Regions from separate parts of the Mus musculus genome. Here region 2 is linked to region 1. The links are chromatin contacts, called in public Hi-C maps. All regions are on one chromosome and are shown on one strand. Each heading gives the region's core, a stretch centred on a gene start, on an enhancer-like site or on the middle of the called end of the contact. The rest is flanking DNA. Distances are from core to core; before and after follow the strand shown. Region 1 has its middle 39 kb from the start of Btg1. Region 2 has its middle 24 kb from the start of Gm46240.

Region 1 (6,943 bases), core at 4,168-6,667:
TATAATTGATTCTATTGCTTCCCATCACCCAAGAACATAAGGTACACTAAGGAAACGGTGGGGTGGGGTGGGGGGGTAGTAACTTATAATACTTGCACTTGCCTGTAATAGATTTCTACACATATCATGTTTTTAGCAATTATGTTGGAGAAAAGTAAAATTATAAGAGATCAATTTTTGCATGATCAATAAAGGACAGTTGCAGAACCCAGAGAACCTTGAGTTTAAGAGCAGGCAGCACAACTTGGCAGCCATGTGGCACTAGGTAAAGGTCTCCTGTTCTCAGAGCTTCATCTTCTTCATCTGTGAAACAGGCAAATAATGGGAGCATTTCAATACTTTCTCAAGCCCTGATTAAATCAGAGCTAGGAAGCTAAGGCTGAGAGCAATGCCTGTCATGTAAAAAAATGAGACTGTTCTTTTAAGGACTGAGACAAGCCATGTAAAACACACGGAGTTCTGCCTGGAACAAGAAGTACTGTCGTCCTTCTGGGTTGGACATTACCATAATTATTAGCCAGAGACACTTGGTAGAGCCTCCCTGCTTTCAGCCATCATGGAGCAAAGGACGGTCACAGCAGGGGATGGGGCTCTTGCTGCTGAGGCAGCTGGTCTGCTAAACAGCGGGAGCTTTTATTGAAGGCCCTCCCAATGAGGCTGCTTCCATAATAAGGGAGGGACGCAGGCCTCAGGCAAGCCCATTTACAGCAACCAATGGGATGCACCTCCAATTTCCTTCCCTAGTCTTCCAGAACCCTTGGGAGGGAAAATATTCCTCTACTTCAGGAAAACTGGCTTGCTAGCCGAATGGCCTGATGAGGCTCATACTTCAAGAGCCCCATGAGTTATTGTGCCTTGCCTTCACGGTTTGTTTGTTTGTTTATTCTCTCTCTTCTAAAGGGTTTAGTTGGTTCTCCCCAGCTGTGGCAATGACTCCATCTGTAAGGGCAAAGAACTTGTATATGACAGAACCTGTAGAACACTAAGAAATTAAGCTTACATTGTAAAGCAAGGTAGAGGGGAAGTGGAGACAGCTCATTAGTGAGAGCACATGTGAGGATATGAGTTCAAATCCCCAGAGTCCTCATTTAAAAAAGAAAATGCCAGGCATGGCTGAAACTATCTGAAACTCCAGGGCTGAGACATGAAGGTAAATTCCAGAAGCTCAAAAGTGTGCTTTAGGTCACTGAAAGTGACAGAGGAAAACTCCTGACATCTTCCTCTTGCTTCTACATGAATGCAACACACACACACACACTCACATAAAACCAAGTAGGTTTTCACTTATAAGATCATAGTAAGCAAAAGACCAAATATGAAGTACAGAGAACCCGCTACTCACCCTCCCACACCCACAGATACACTATACACATAGCCTTCCTCATCCTTTCAAGTCAGGATTAGAACGCTTGTTATTAACTGACGATGCTACCTTGACGCTTCCTTACTGTCAATCATACACAGTTTGCATGAGAGTCCATTTCTACTTAGAGACTTTCCCTAAGTTTGGGCACATGTATAATACGTAACTGCCTCCATGGAACCTCTCAGAAGGACCGGACCCTCTCTTCTCTGTCTATTCATTCTCTCTTACCACCTAACCTCTGAGAAACACTGAGTTTTTACTGTCTCCAGATGCCTGTCACTTCCCGGTGTCAAACAATTAGAATCCTATACTACATAATCTCCTCAGAATGGCTTCTTTTATTTAGTAATATACATTGAGCTATTCTCCATGCCTTTTATGACTGGTATTATTTCTGTTTGTAGTACTAAGCTATACCCCCTCTAGCTATATCATACCCTATCTGCTCCCTTATAGAAGAACAACTGGTGGCCTCTAAAATTTGGCAATTATGAATAAGCTTCTTTACATATCTGCCATAAATAATTCTTCAGCCTTATTGTATAGATACCAAAAGAGCATGATGGTTGAATCATATGAAAGTCACATGTTTAGCTTTATAGGAATTGTCAAACCCTTCCAGATAGCAAGACTCTTTGGAATCTCTACTGACAGTGAATGAGAGTTTCTGGTGTTCTATGTTCTGATCAACATTTGATGGTGTCAGTGTTTAAGATTTGATTGGAGCTAATAGGCATGCAGTGGTGAGCCATTGTTCATTTAATTTACAATTCATTGCTGCCATTTTTTTTTTTTAGCATGATTATGTTCCATCTTTATCTCTTCGGTGTGTTATCTGCTCAGGTCTGTGGCTCATCTTTAGATTGTTTGATTTCTCACTGTTGAGACTTGAGAATTATTTGTATATTTCAGAGAATAGTTTCTTACCTAGAATGTCCTTCATGACTCTTTTTTCCTGTTTTGTGGTTCGCCTCCGTCCTCTTGGTAAGACTTTCATGATACCTTGTAAGTGTGTAAACTTTTCTTTCTTTGTCTATTGGCTTTTTTCCTTTTCTTAACCTTTCTTTTTTTGTCAGCCATTAAAATAACTCGTGCAAATGGCAAATAGATCACAGGCCAAAGAGAAGAGCGTGCACACGGCAAATGGATTCAACTCAGAAAGCTTGTAAGAGTTCCTGTTGTCTGGGAAGACAAGGCAATTGCCTTGCAATACTGCCTACGGGTAGAGCACATGATACTCAAGCCTTTCGTGATTACTGTATACAACAATCAGCTAAATTAAACACACTCCAATTTAGGAAAGTATTTGAGGGTCAGGTGTCACTCATTGAGTTGACCATTGGAAACTTTTGATAAGAGGAATGTTTGGGTTGGTTGGTGGAAGGAATTTCCATGAACCCCACACCTCCCGAATGTCTGTCCTGATGTCTTAAGTCCAGACAAAAGCTGGTTGAGAAATCATGAGATCATTATAAGACTCTAAAAGCCTTCAGAGACTCTCTCTCTCTCTCTCTCTCTCTCTCTCTCTCTCTCTCACACACACACACACACACACACACACACACACACACACACACACACACACACATTAATCTAGGCTAACAGTCACAAATCTCAGACTTCAAGACAGAGTAGAAGGATGATCTAAATCTGTTCTTGGTGCTAATGAGCACGGGGATTCCTAAGAGAACATTCAAAGACAGACGGATCTTGTATTATTCAGAGTCAGGTCTCGAGCTACCCAAGCGCACTGAAGCTGACTTGCTGTTGCTAGAATCATGCAAGAAGAGAGACAAGAACCTTTTCGTTTGATGCAATGCTCACTGTCAGATGCATGTGTGTGGACGTTGTCTAATACCAAGTGCTGAACTCTTATTTCACACACAGCCCTCCACATACAGATCATTTCCTGTTGGCAGTAGCCACCATTAGGAAAGTCTGAGTGAGACACATGATGATGATCTCTGATGAAATAGCTGTCGCCACACTCAGACTAACTCACCCCAAGGAAAGGCTGTGTAATGCTGAACAGCCAAGAAATGAATTCCAAGAGCCTTGGAACTTCAGGACACATGAGATGGTAATGTCACAGAGGCCAGTACAAAATGGGGAGGAGACACTTACACACCCCAGCTCAAAGTTTCAGACAGAAGCAGCTGTGTTAGGTTTGTATCTAGAGCTGTATTTACAACTGAATGTCCTCACACCCAGCAGGACATTAACCCAGATTTGCTCCTGAAACACAGCCTCTTAAGAGTCTTATGAGTCTCTCAGCAACTTAGAAGAGGGAATAAAGGAGACTGTGGGGGCATCTGAACTGATCACCATCCCTCTTACGGAACTTCTTACTCTGTGTGCAATTTGCTAACACAAATTCGCCTCCAGTTATCCAAAAGGTCGGTGGTTCAAACCCACCTGGTAATGTGTGCACTTAGGTCTAGAGAAGATGGCTCAGCACTAAAGAGTCCTTGCTGCTATTGAAGAGTATCCATGTTGATTGATTTCATGCTGTCTCATGTGCTGAACACCAGCCACTCTAAAGACCAAATGGGGAGGGAAAGAAAAGCCATTGCTCTCCATTCAGAGGACCCAGGTTTAGCTCCTAACACTCACATGGGGTAGCTCATAACATCTGGAGTTCCAGCTCCATGGCTTCCAATGATATCTGGTCCGTATAGACACAGACACACAGACACACACACACACAGACACACACACACACACACACACACGATGCACACTCACCAAAGGACACATGCAGACACCTAAGTAAATAAATCTTTTTTTTTTTAAATGAAGACAAAATAGTCCATTTTTACTTTCTTTTAAGCAACTATATTTAACTCCGATCCTTTAAAAAAAATTCAGATTGTTTAAAAGCAATTGAGTAATAGAGTGTAAATTAGAATATAACCTTAAACATCACGGGTTAAACACTTTATTTTGACAAGAAATGGAATTCCAGAGACAATGGACCTTTCTTAGCACATGTGTGATACAGCTAACACCACCCAAGAGCTTATTTAAACTACAAAACCTGGTAGGACTGGTTCTCCAAGCTCTTGCTATCTAAAATCCCACTCCCCCTTCCCTTAGTACTCCAGTGTTGCCCTGGAGAACCGCTGTCTCTCCCTTCCCCTCACCACCCCAGCCCTGACACAAAGGGCCATTTTCTTTGGTACTCATGAGGATTAGAGACAATCACAAAGGTTTTAAAAAAAATAATTAACCAATAAAAATAAAGTCAAGTTAAATAATCCCCCAAGACTGACAATTCCCAGTCTTTCTTTCTATGCTATAATAGACAGACCCCAGCCCCTCGCTGAAAACATCTCCTGCAATCCAGAAACCTCAGCCGCTTCTTCTAGAAGTGGGATTTGATCTCTCCATTTTTTTTCCCTCTCTAGTCTGGTCTTTAAGAAGAGACATGTGGTCTCATCTTCAGGAAATCTCTCCCACCCAAGAAACAATTAATGAGTACACTCGGTGTGTGTTGCAAAACTGAGTGACTTTGATCTCAATACCCTCAGAGCTCTAGACCGCGCCTTCCTCTTTCTGTCTGCCGAGGTATGGCCTTTCTTAAGCTTTGTCTCTCGTTCTGCAGCAACAGAAAAAGCAAATAAAGTGTGTTATCTCCTGCTCACTCCCACCATGGGTAAGGTGAGAAAATTCTCAGAACACAGCCTTGCGAGGCTGGACTGATACTAACCCGCTCCAGGAAGCAGGATAACCACAGCTTTCCCTATTCCTTTGTGTCTTTTCCTGTAATTTCAAATTTACACATAGGCCCCAGGAAATTTCCCAAACCCTCTGTTGGAGTCCAAAGCTAATGGTGTGAAGCCACATTTAAGAACTGTTTTGTCTTTTTTTTTTTTTTTTTAAATAGACCACCCATTAGTTAAAGTGAAACGCTGGCAAAAACTGGCTGAAGGACAAAGTTACTATGTTCTGAGGCAAATTTAGAGCAATGAACTTGTAGTGTTCTACACCTTAAAAGCAGATCTGAATACACAAGGACTGAACTTTTCCATGAGGGTTTGTTTCTGGGTTGGGTACACTGGATAAACACGGATTCGTTAATCATTATTCTGCCCCGTTTCCTGGCTATCATTATCTGTTAGATGTTATTAAAATGATTATCCAGGTAGATGTGTAAAAGAAAACCAGTTGCTACGAGAACACTACCTTATCAGCTCACCAGCACTACAGCATGAAGTTCCAATGCTGTCCCAGTCTCCCTAATGAATACCCACACAGATTGGGACTTGAGTGGCTGTCTTTAAAGTACAATGAAAGAGCTACGAATTCTGATGGGTCTCTGACCCAGCCTCTGGTGTCACAGAAAGCATGGTACATTCTAAACCATTGAAATTTAACAAAGATTTTTGGCTTTTACAAAACTTACTAACTCAAAATAATAATAATAATAATAATAATAATAATAATAATAATAAATTAAATTAAATTTAATTTAAAAAGCCTGTGTTAATAGTTATCCCTACACAGGACCTTGAGCATTTTTTCTGATCTAACTTCCATCTATTAGAGAATCAGCAAGTGTGAAGGGATTGGAGGAAAGAGAGAGAAGGGTTTGAATGGGAGACTGGGACAATTCCCGAGGGTAAATGGGGGTAAGAGGTAGGGACAGGAATTTTTACTATTTTTACTATCAACAATGTATTCATCAATATTTAGTATGCATCCCTTGTGGCCTACAGGAGATACAAGGAGGCCGGGATGAAGCAGCACAGGCTACTTACAAAAGTTTAAAGTGGAGGCAATAATCCCTTATCAAATGACCTCAAATATAGGTGTATACTGAAGGATGTGCTATGCAGTACCCAAACTTTAGTAGGAAGAGAGTAAGAGAGGGAAGAGAAGGGCAAGAGGGGTCCTGGGTGGCTTTACCAAGAAGTGTCTGGAAGATCTTGGAGATGGGTGACAAGGGTGCTGCTTAGTGATGAAGGTAAGAGACAAGCTGGGGAGGACAGGGCTGGCCCAGACTGTTGTGGGGAAGACAGGAGAGGGCATGGAGGACAAGCCAATCAGAGAAGGCCCGTGCCCCTGGAGGGCAGACAGGCTGAGCAAAGGTCAGCAGCTAGAATACGTGGAGCCTGTCCAGGAAGGACAGAAACCACTGACTGGAGTCCGCTGTGTCAGTAAGGATACAGGTTACGCTAGTGATAATGATCAGGGCCCTGAATATTCTGGAAGAATGTGTAAAATAAAAAAGGAGGGTTGGGACCAAGATCTCTAGGCAACAAGAAGTCCTGATGGGTACACGGTGACAGGATCAAACCTATTTAAGGATGATCTCTTTCGGACCTACTGTAAAGGCAAGAGGTCAGAGCAGTCGTTGGTTCTGATCATTTATCGGTCATCAAAAGGAGTGTTTAAAGACAAAGACACCAAGATCAATGAGAAGTATTCACTAGGTCTTTATCATGTGCATTACTATGTAAACTGAACTCGGAAGAGAAATTACACAAAAAATTGGCCTTTGAGGACTATGGTTTGCATATGAAAGACAGTCACACACATCATATATATATACACACAAACACACACACACATAAA
Region 2 (7,624 bases), core at 3,534-6,033, 270 kb before region 1:
GTCACATATGTTATTTGTGTTCCAGAAATACTAATGCTACCACATATGCATACAGGAAAGTTGTACATCAGTGGGAAAATAAATATTACCTATAGCACTCTTCCCTTCCATTCCTTAATATTGATTCTATGGAAGCTGTTTCACAACTCAACAAGCTGTAGATAACCAATGGCAATACAGATATAGTCATACCTTGTCTAAAGGCATAGAGGTCTGTCTCATAGATATGCAATGGCTCTTCTTCTGTGATAGAAGAGAGCCTTGCCTTCATTTTCACAATCATCTTTCTTGTTCCAAGGCTGTAAATGTGGTGCTGGGGTTGTGTTTGCGTCAGTAGTGTGACTGGCTTTGTTCCCTAATTAAAATTCACAACATGAGCAAGTCGTACAGGCATTGGCTTTAGATCCAGGTGTGAGGGTCAGGATTTAGCTTGGGTTTTTGGAAATATAGCTTTCAACCACAACTATCACTATTGCTCTTATGCTACTATAGGTTACTGCCATCACTAAACAAGAGAGCCTGTGTGTTATCATCTCTCACAGTCTCCAAAAGAGCTTAATACTCACTTGCACTACCTCATCTCCACAAAAACCATGATAGGTAGTTCTAATTCTTATCCTTCTCATACAAATCACATGCCTGTGTTCCCCAAAGCTTAATGAGCTTGAGCACAGCAATGCAGCTGCCATCAGTGATTACCCTTTGGCATTCCGTTTCCTGTGACCCCAGATCTCTTGTTCTTAGACATAGCCCTTTACTGACTGTCAGCACAACACCAGTTTCATCAAATTATCCCTCCAATTGGAAATGAGAAGTAAGATGCTATTTGGGAAAAAAAAAAAAACTGGATCATTTCATTTAAGCAAATATTTTCTACCTTCTCACTGTCTGTCAGAATAAATATAAGGAATCAGAACAAGGTAAAGAGATTAGCTGAAGTCAATAATGAATTGGCTCTATTGCACTTTTCCTGGGGTTTGGTTAATACATTTTGGTCATTATCTTAAAAATATTTTGAATTCCTAAAATATCACAATTTTATAAGATAGGGTGCAAATGCACAAGAAAGCAAATTTCTAAGGGGCAAAAAAAAGTAGTAGAAAGCTTGCCACCAAGGATTCTCTTTTATCCAATTATCTGCATTATTATTTGTTAAAAATTGGACAATGTTGTCATAACTGAGAAAATGCAGCTAAATTAAATACAGATACACTTCATTTTCCCCAAGAGATGTTCTCTGAAGCAATTATGTGAGGATTTTTATACATCAAAATAAAACTATATAGCCTGCTGACATCATTTTGCCTTCCTTTTGAAAGGAAAGTAACTGTGCTGCCTGCCTGCAACCCTGTTCTTGGCCTTTCATCTTTGCACTTCTGGACCTCACCAAATGTCTTCCTCTTCCATATTTGATATTGGGTCTCTTCAGGAGTGGACTGCATTTCACTTTTATATTTGATTAGAGTCATTCTGGCCCCAATTTTTTGGTCCAGAGTCAGTCATGTGAAGACAACATGACTGTAAGCCATAGCTTTGAGTTCACTAGAGGGCTAAAGTGTCATGGGTGGGAACATTTCTCCTTTGAGAAGTAAAAGGCTTAGGTTGTAGCAATGGAAGGAATAGATGCACAGATGTGGTAGTAAGTAAGGATAATGACTGAGGATGACACTGTCACTCTGCTCTTACTGAGTCGTGTGCCCTAGCTACTGGATGAGGGTTAGCCAGCTGCAGGGTCTATACACAACCCACATCTCGAATGATGGTCTCTTTAAGCATTTTCTCCATTTTTCTTCTCAACCACATATTCATTACTCATCAAAAACCAATGCCTTCTGTCTCCTAAGCATTTATTGAACATGACCTCTTTAATATTGCCTTGTTTCAGGTTGCCTTAGTCAGGGTTTCTGTTCCTGGATAAGACCAAGAAGCAAGTTGGGGAGGAAAGGGTTTATTCAGCTTACACTTCCATGATGCTGTTCATCACCAAAGGAAGTCAGGACTGGAACTCAAGCAGGTCAGAAAGCAGGAACTGATACAAAGGCCATAGAGGGATATTACTGGCTTGCTCAGCTTGCTTTTTTATGGAACGTAAGAGTAAGACTACCAGCCCAGAGATGGTCCCACCCACAAGGGGTCCTCCCACTTTGATCACTAATTGAGAAAATGCCTTATAGTTGGATCTCATGGAGGCATTTCCTCATCTGAAGCTCCTTTCTCTGTGATAACTCCAGTTTGTGTCAAGTTGACACAAAACCAGCTAGTTTTGTGTCACAAAACACAGGTCCATATCATCTATTCTTGGTATTCTATAATAGCTTCCTAGCCTGTCCCCAGGCTTCCTGTCTTTCAATTATGTCCAACTGTGCACCACAAGTTTGTCAATCTGAGATAGCTATGTCTAGACCTACTGAAGCACCTGCTGCCCTACAGGGTGACTATGGCTGCCATGTTATCCTCTAGGTCACTTGCAACTCCAGTGGGCCTTTTCCACTTGGTCAGATACTACTATCTGTTGCTTTGGCTACATTTTCTTCCCCAATGACCCTGCCTGGAGCTACTGTACTCCAGACCAGAGCCAGACAAGGATGAGCTGGTCTGGCTCCAACTACTGTGGATGCTTCTCTGGGCAAACATGCTCTGGTTTACCAAGAAAAATCTCAGCACTTCTATTATTGAACTGGCTAATTTTTTTATGCCACAGGTGCTTGGTACATGCCACTCTTGTCTAATGTCCTTTCCTGCTTCCTACTGGCAGGATCACCCTTATGGTACAATACAAAATATCCAGACAGTCCTGTAATAGGGGACACAAGGAGCTTGACATTTGATTGATTAGTAGCAAATTCTCCTCTCATTCTGTCTTTATAATGAGCCACTCTAGCCAAAGCCAACATGATAGGAGAGACTCTATTTCAACTTACAGTTTTTAAGTAGTCCTTTATCACTGAGGAAAGTAAAGGCAGGAACTCAAACAAGAACTAAAGTAGAAACAACATATAAATGTCTATTGCTTCACTCTCTGGCTTAGGCCCAAGTAGCTGTTGAATGCATCCAGGGACCAGTTGCTGAGAGCTGGTGCTTCTCATAACAGGCTGGGCCCTTCCTTATAAGTCAACAGCTGGGAAAATGTCCACCACAGACATGCTCACAGGCCAGTCTGATCACGGCAAAGTTTCGATTGAAAATTCCCCTTCTCTGGGGAATCCAGGTTGTGTGTAGTTGACAGAAAACAAACAAACAAACAAAAAAACAACTAACCAGGACCAGGACATAAGGAAACATTACTGAGACCCAATGACAACACAATGACACAAAATTTATTACATGCTCATCCCATGATGCTACCTGTATCTATCATGGGTATTATATTGACCTATGTGAACCTGTTGAATTGTGCATGTTTGGCATTTTTCTTTTTCGATTTTACATGTATTCGAATGGGAAAGATAGAGGAAAGCCTCAGATATTACACCTCAGAAGCTGTCTACTTTATGAGACAGTCTCTCACTGACCGGGGACTGACTGACTAGGTTAGGTAGACTAGCTTATGAGGCACAGGCATCTGCCTGTCTCCACCGCTCTGGGCTTCTTCATATGGATTCTTCTTAGGTCTCTATGTTTGTACTGTAGGCAACTTACCCACTGAGCCATCTCCCCAGCTCTTTGCAGACTTCTTAAGAGATTTCATTTTCTTTCCTTTCCATGGCTAACAGAGAGCCCAACTCAAAACTCTCTGATTTGTGTTCATAAATAATTACGAATGAATTACGGTGCATCAACCTTTCTTGGATAGTCAACAAGTACCAATTCCTTCACATTACCACCACTTTACATGTTAAAATTTCAATGTAATTCCTGCCCTTGTGTCATGCTTTCAAATGACTGATGTGGAGCTGGCATAGTGATTGATCTCAGTCTTTTGTCATAAGAATAACAGCTTCCAGGGCAAGAGAAAAAAAATTTCAAACTTGTTCTTCCAGTGGGGAGTGGTGAAGTAAAGGGCAGAGTTAATGCCAGCAAAGGTCCCGTCGTGTTTGGCATGCCCGATGTTTGCTGTACTTTCTGTCCTGTGTGCTGGAGCTTCTGTTTAACTGAGCTGAGGATTAAAGTATTGAACAAGCAAAGAATTGCTCAACTTTCCTGAGTGGGTGTGTCTCATTCAGTATTTGACAGAAAACCTGTCATTTGAGTATGATATATATTTGCTGGGGTAAACCTGGATAGCTCAGGCTCAAAGGTCTTTTCTGCTCACCTGCAGTGGTAAACCCAATGTCTGCCTTACCTTCAGGCACCGAAGCCTGAAACACATTAAATTTCCATCTCCCCCCACCCCCACCCCCGGCCATTTGGATTTGAACAGTCTCTAAAACAGTCCAGTAAACAAGCAGACAAGACTCCACTTGAGTCTGCTTTATAACCTAAAGCTAAAGCGTTTGTGGAATCACAGACCAGGCTGGGGCATGTCAACTCTGCATTGAAAATCAAAGAATTGCAATTTAAAGGTAGAGGGGCAGGGTGGGGCGGGGCAGGGCTGAGCTGTTAAATCAAAATGGATACAGCTGGGTTTGCTTTTCAACATGTCTAGATGTGAGAAGGAGGTCAGAAAAGAGATGGGTGTGCTCTGCAGTTGATCTGTGACAGAGCAGTATGGCAACAGGCCTATGTAAATTAAACAACTTAGCCAATATGGAAAACACATTTTCAGCAAGTAAATAATGCCATTTAAGGGGTCTGATTGCTAAAGCAGCCTCATTGCTTAATGGGAGGACAGTCATTCATTCAACAAATATTTACTGCCTAGCTCTGAGAGACTGGCAAGGCTGAACATTGGTAAGCAATCACTTCTGCCCTGAAGTTTGAATGTTTTTTTTGTGATGAGATTTTAAAATATTATGGAGATTTTGTTTTTCTTTCTTTGAGATAGGGCCTTACATTTCCCATCCTGGCATCAAACTCAAGCTTGTTTTTAAGCAGAAGATGATCTCGAATCTCAGCATTCCCTGCCCACTTACCCACTTCTGAGTCTGGAGACATCAGGCAGTGTCCTGAGACACATCTGGTTTATGAGATCCTGGGCATCCAACCTATGTGCCGAGGAAGCAACTGAGCAATATCTTCTGCATGAAATAGGTCATTTTCAGAAAATCAATCAATTTGTATGAAAGACCCAAAGATAGGAAAACTGCTTTTCTGTCAACACAGATGTTTGAGCAAAGCATATAAACATATTCCTAGTCTAACCTGTATCTGCGGGAATCACTCCATCCCAATACATCTGTATACAAGGATATATATGGAAGATAACACTTTTGGAGCCTCAGTTGAATGTGCTGAGTTTTGTCAGTGATCAAAGGAGACCACACTGTCTGAATTATATTCATGAAGAACACAACTACTTTATGGAAATAGGGTTTCAGGCTTCAAGTCTTAAATTTTAAACTGTTTGAATCAAGATGTATAAAGTTATGTGAAGTAAATGACAGACACCCCCCCCCCAATTTAGGCAGCTATGGATGCCATCAAAATGGCAGAATGTAGAATGCAGTAACTGCATTCTAACAGGATGAAAACAGGAGAAAAATCATCATGGAGGTGTGGCATAAAGTCACCAGAGACAAAGTGACCATCATGGACAAGGTCCAAGCTTAACAGGATGGAAGTTGGTGGACACATTAGCAGACCCCACTCCTTTGGGCGGAGAGATTCATACATTATATTACTGAAATGTCAACTGTCACCCATGAGAAGGAATATTTCTGTCTATCCTTTTCAGTTAGTATAGACTTAAGAGTTGTCTACCATATCACTCTATACTGTGTCAATGAGCATCAATCGTTGGCAGTAGACTACAAACTCTCCATACAAAATTATTTGTTCAAGTTCTCGTTTTCATAGATCATGAGCATGCACAGATTCCATGCACCTTCTGTCACACTTACTTTAATTAATTATGCATCCATTTTTTTCACGAGTATTTATGAGGCCAGTTCCGTGCCAATTATTTGGTGATGTCACTGGTAACATTTTGCAAAGATCTGGGTTCCTTCCCATCGTGGTTTGAATATAGTTGTCCCTGGGGATGGCACTATAAGGAGGTGTGGCCTTGTTAGAAGAAGAGTGTCTCTGTACAGGGTGGGCTTTGAGACTGTCCTCCTAACTGCCTGGAAGACAGTCGTCTTCTGGATGCAGATGGATCAAGATGTAGAACTCTCGGCTCCTCCAGCACCAAGCTTGCCTGGATGCTGCCATGCTTCTAGCCTTCATGATAAAGCACTGAACCTCTGAACCTGTAAGCCAGCCCCAATTAAATGTTGTCCTTTATAATAGTCGCTTTGGTCATGGAGTCTCTTCACAGGAATAGAAACCCTAAGACACTCCTCAATTTGTCTTCCTATAAGTTTGATGTCATCCTGCCTTTTTATTTTTATTCCCTTGGGTTTATGGACTTTCCAAGATGTTGAAATCCCACCTGGGGTTATTCTGAGATGAAATCCTGGGGAGATAATTCCTATTCATTGTGATCATGAATGGAGGGTGAATAGAAGTCGGTGCCCTAAGAGGATCGTGGGAGAGCTTGCCTACCCTTTGAGCTCGTACCCATGTGTGAACACAGAAAGAAGCCACCCATCTGACACAGAGGAGGGCCTGCACTGGAGGCCAACCACAATCATGCTGGCCCTGTAATCTTAGACTTCCAGCCTCTAGAACTGTCAAGTATGTATTTATAGGTTTTGTAAGCTCCAACAACCATAGCATTTTCTTATAGGAGACTGAGCTAAGAATCTTACTTTTTAATACTACTATGTTATTATGTATAGCATATACTTAAGCAATATTTTTGTGCTGAGCTGTTTCTGTATTTTTTTAAGGGGGGCTATTATGTTCTATCTAACTTCTGAGATTTTTCTTGATTCTCAATTATAGCTGTGATTCACTTATATTATATGGAGTTATGGCTTATTCATTTTCATTCCTGTATAATGTTACATTTATGAATGATTTTTTTGTTCCCTCATCTTGTGATACATATTTGCATTTAGAATTATGTACATATGTATGTGTGTTTATATGTGTGCAAATGCAGGTGTCTCTTTGAATGTGAGTGCAGATAAATGCACCCAGGTGTGGAAGCAAGAGATCAGTCTCAGGCACCATTCTTTGGGTACCAAACTACCTTGTTTTTGTTTTACTTGGCTTGGTGGGAGTGGGAGAGAGAAGGGGAGAGGAAGAGAACAAAAGAGGGAAGTGAGAGAGAGAGGGAGAGAGAAGGAGGGAATGAGGGAGGGAGAGAGGGGAAGAGAGAGGGAAGGAGGGAGGGAGAGAGGAAGACAGGGAGAAAGGGAGGTAAGAAAGGAGGGAGGGAGAGAAAGAGAATGAGAGAGAAAAAGATTTGGCTGGAACTCACCTACTAGGTTAAGCGATCTAAGTAAGCCCCATAACCCCCCCCCCCCCCCCCCCGTTGCTGGAGTTACAAGCATGTGCAACCACACCCAACAATTTTATGTGGATTTTGAGAGATTAAGCTCAAATCTTTGTGCCTGTGAAACAAGTATTTTGCCAACTGAGCCTTCTCCCAAGTCCTAGTTATTTGCCATTTGTAATGATTTTTTTTTAAATGTATTCA

Evidence for each region. Hi-C and Micro-C count contacts between places; a contact is called where the count stands out from the background.
Region 2: a Hi-C map of liver shows a contact between it and region 1, with 4 times the contacts expected there. The contact joins two enhancer-like sites. A contact is called at or near these places in 1 of 15 datasets of contacts at CTCF or cohesin (the NIH/3T3 cell line), 3 of 484 Hi-C or Micro-C datasets (CD4 T cells, the MNK3 cell line and liver) and 1 of 115 datasets of contacts at active chromatin or transcription factors (liver).

What each region holds. Positions count from the first base shown.
Region 1 is chr10:96,652,760-96,659,702 of GRCm38.p6, reverse strand. No RefSeq gene overlaps it. Among named protein-coding and RNA genes, the nearest start is that of Btg1, 39 kb to the right of the region's middle. Within about 2 kb of position 5,417, at least 36 of the 459 cell types and tissues checked have an H3K27ac peak or open chromatin away from gene starts, as enhancers often do. A contact at or near this core is called in liver, where this site is marked.
Region 2 is chr10:96,921,425-96,929,048 of GRCm38.p6, reverse strand. No RefSeq gene overlaps it. Among named protein-coding and RNA genes, the nearest start is that of Gm46240, 24 kb to the right of the region's middle. Within about 2 kb of position 4,783, at least 26 of the 459 cell types and tissues checked have an H3K27ac peak or open chromatin away from gene starts, as enhancers often do. A contact at or near this core is called in liver, where this site is marked.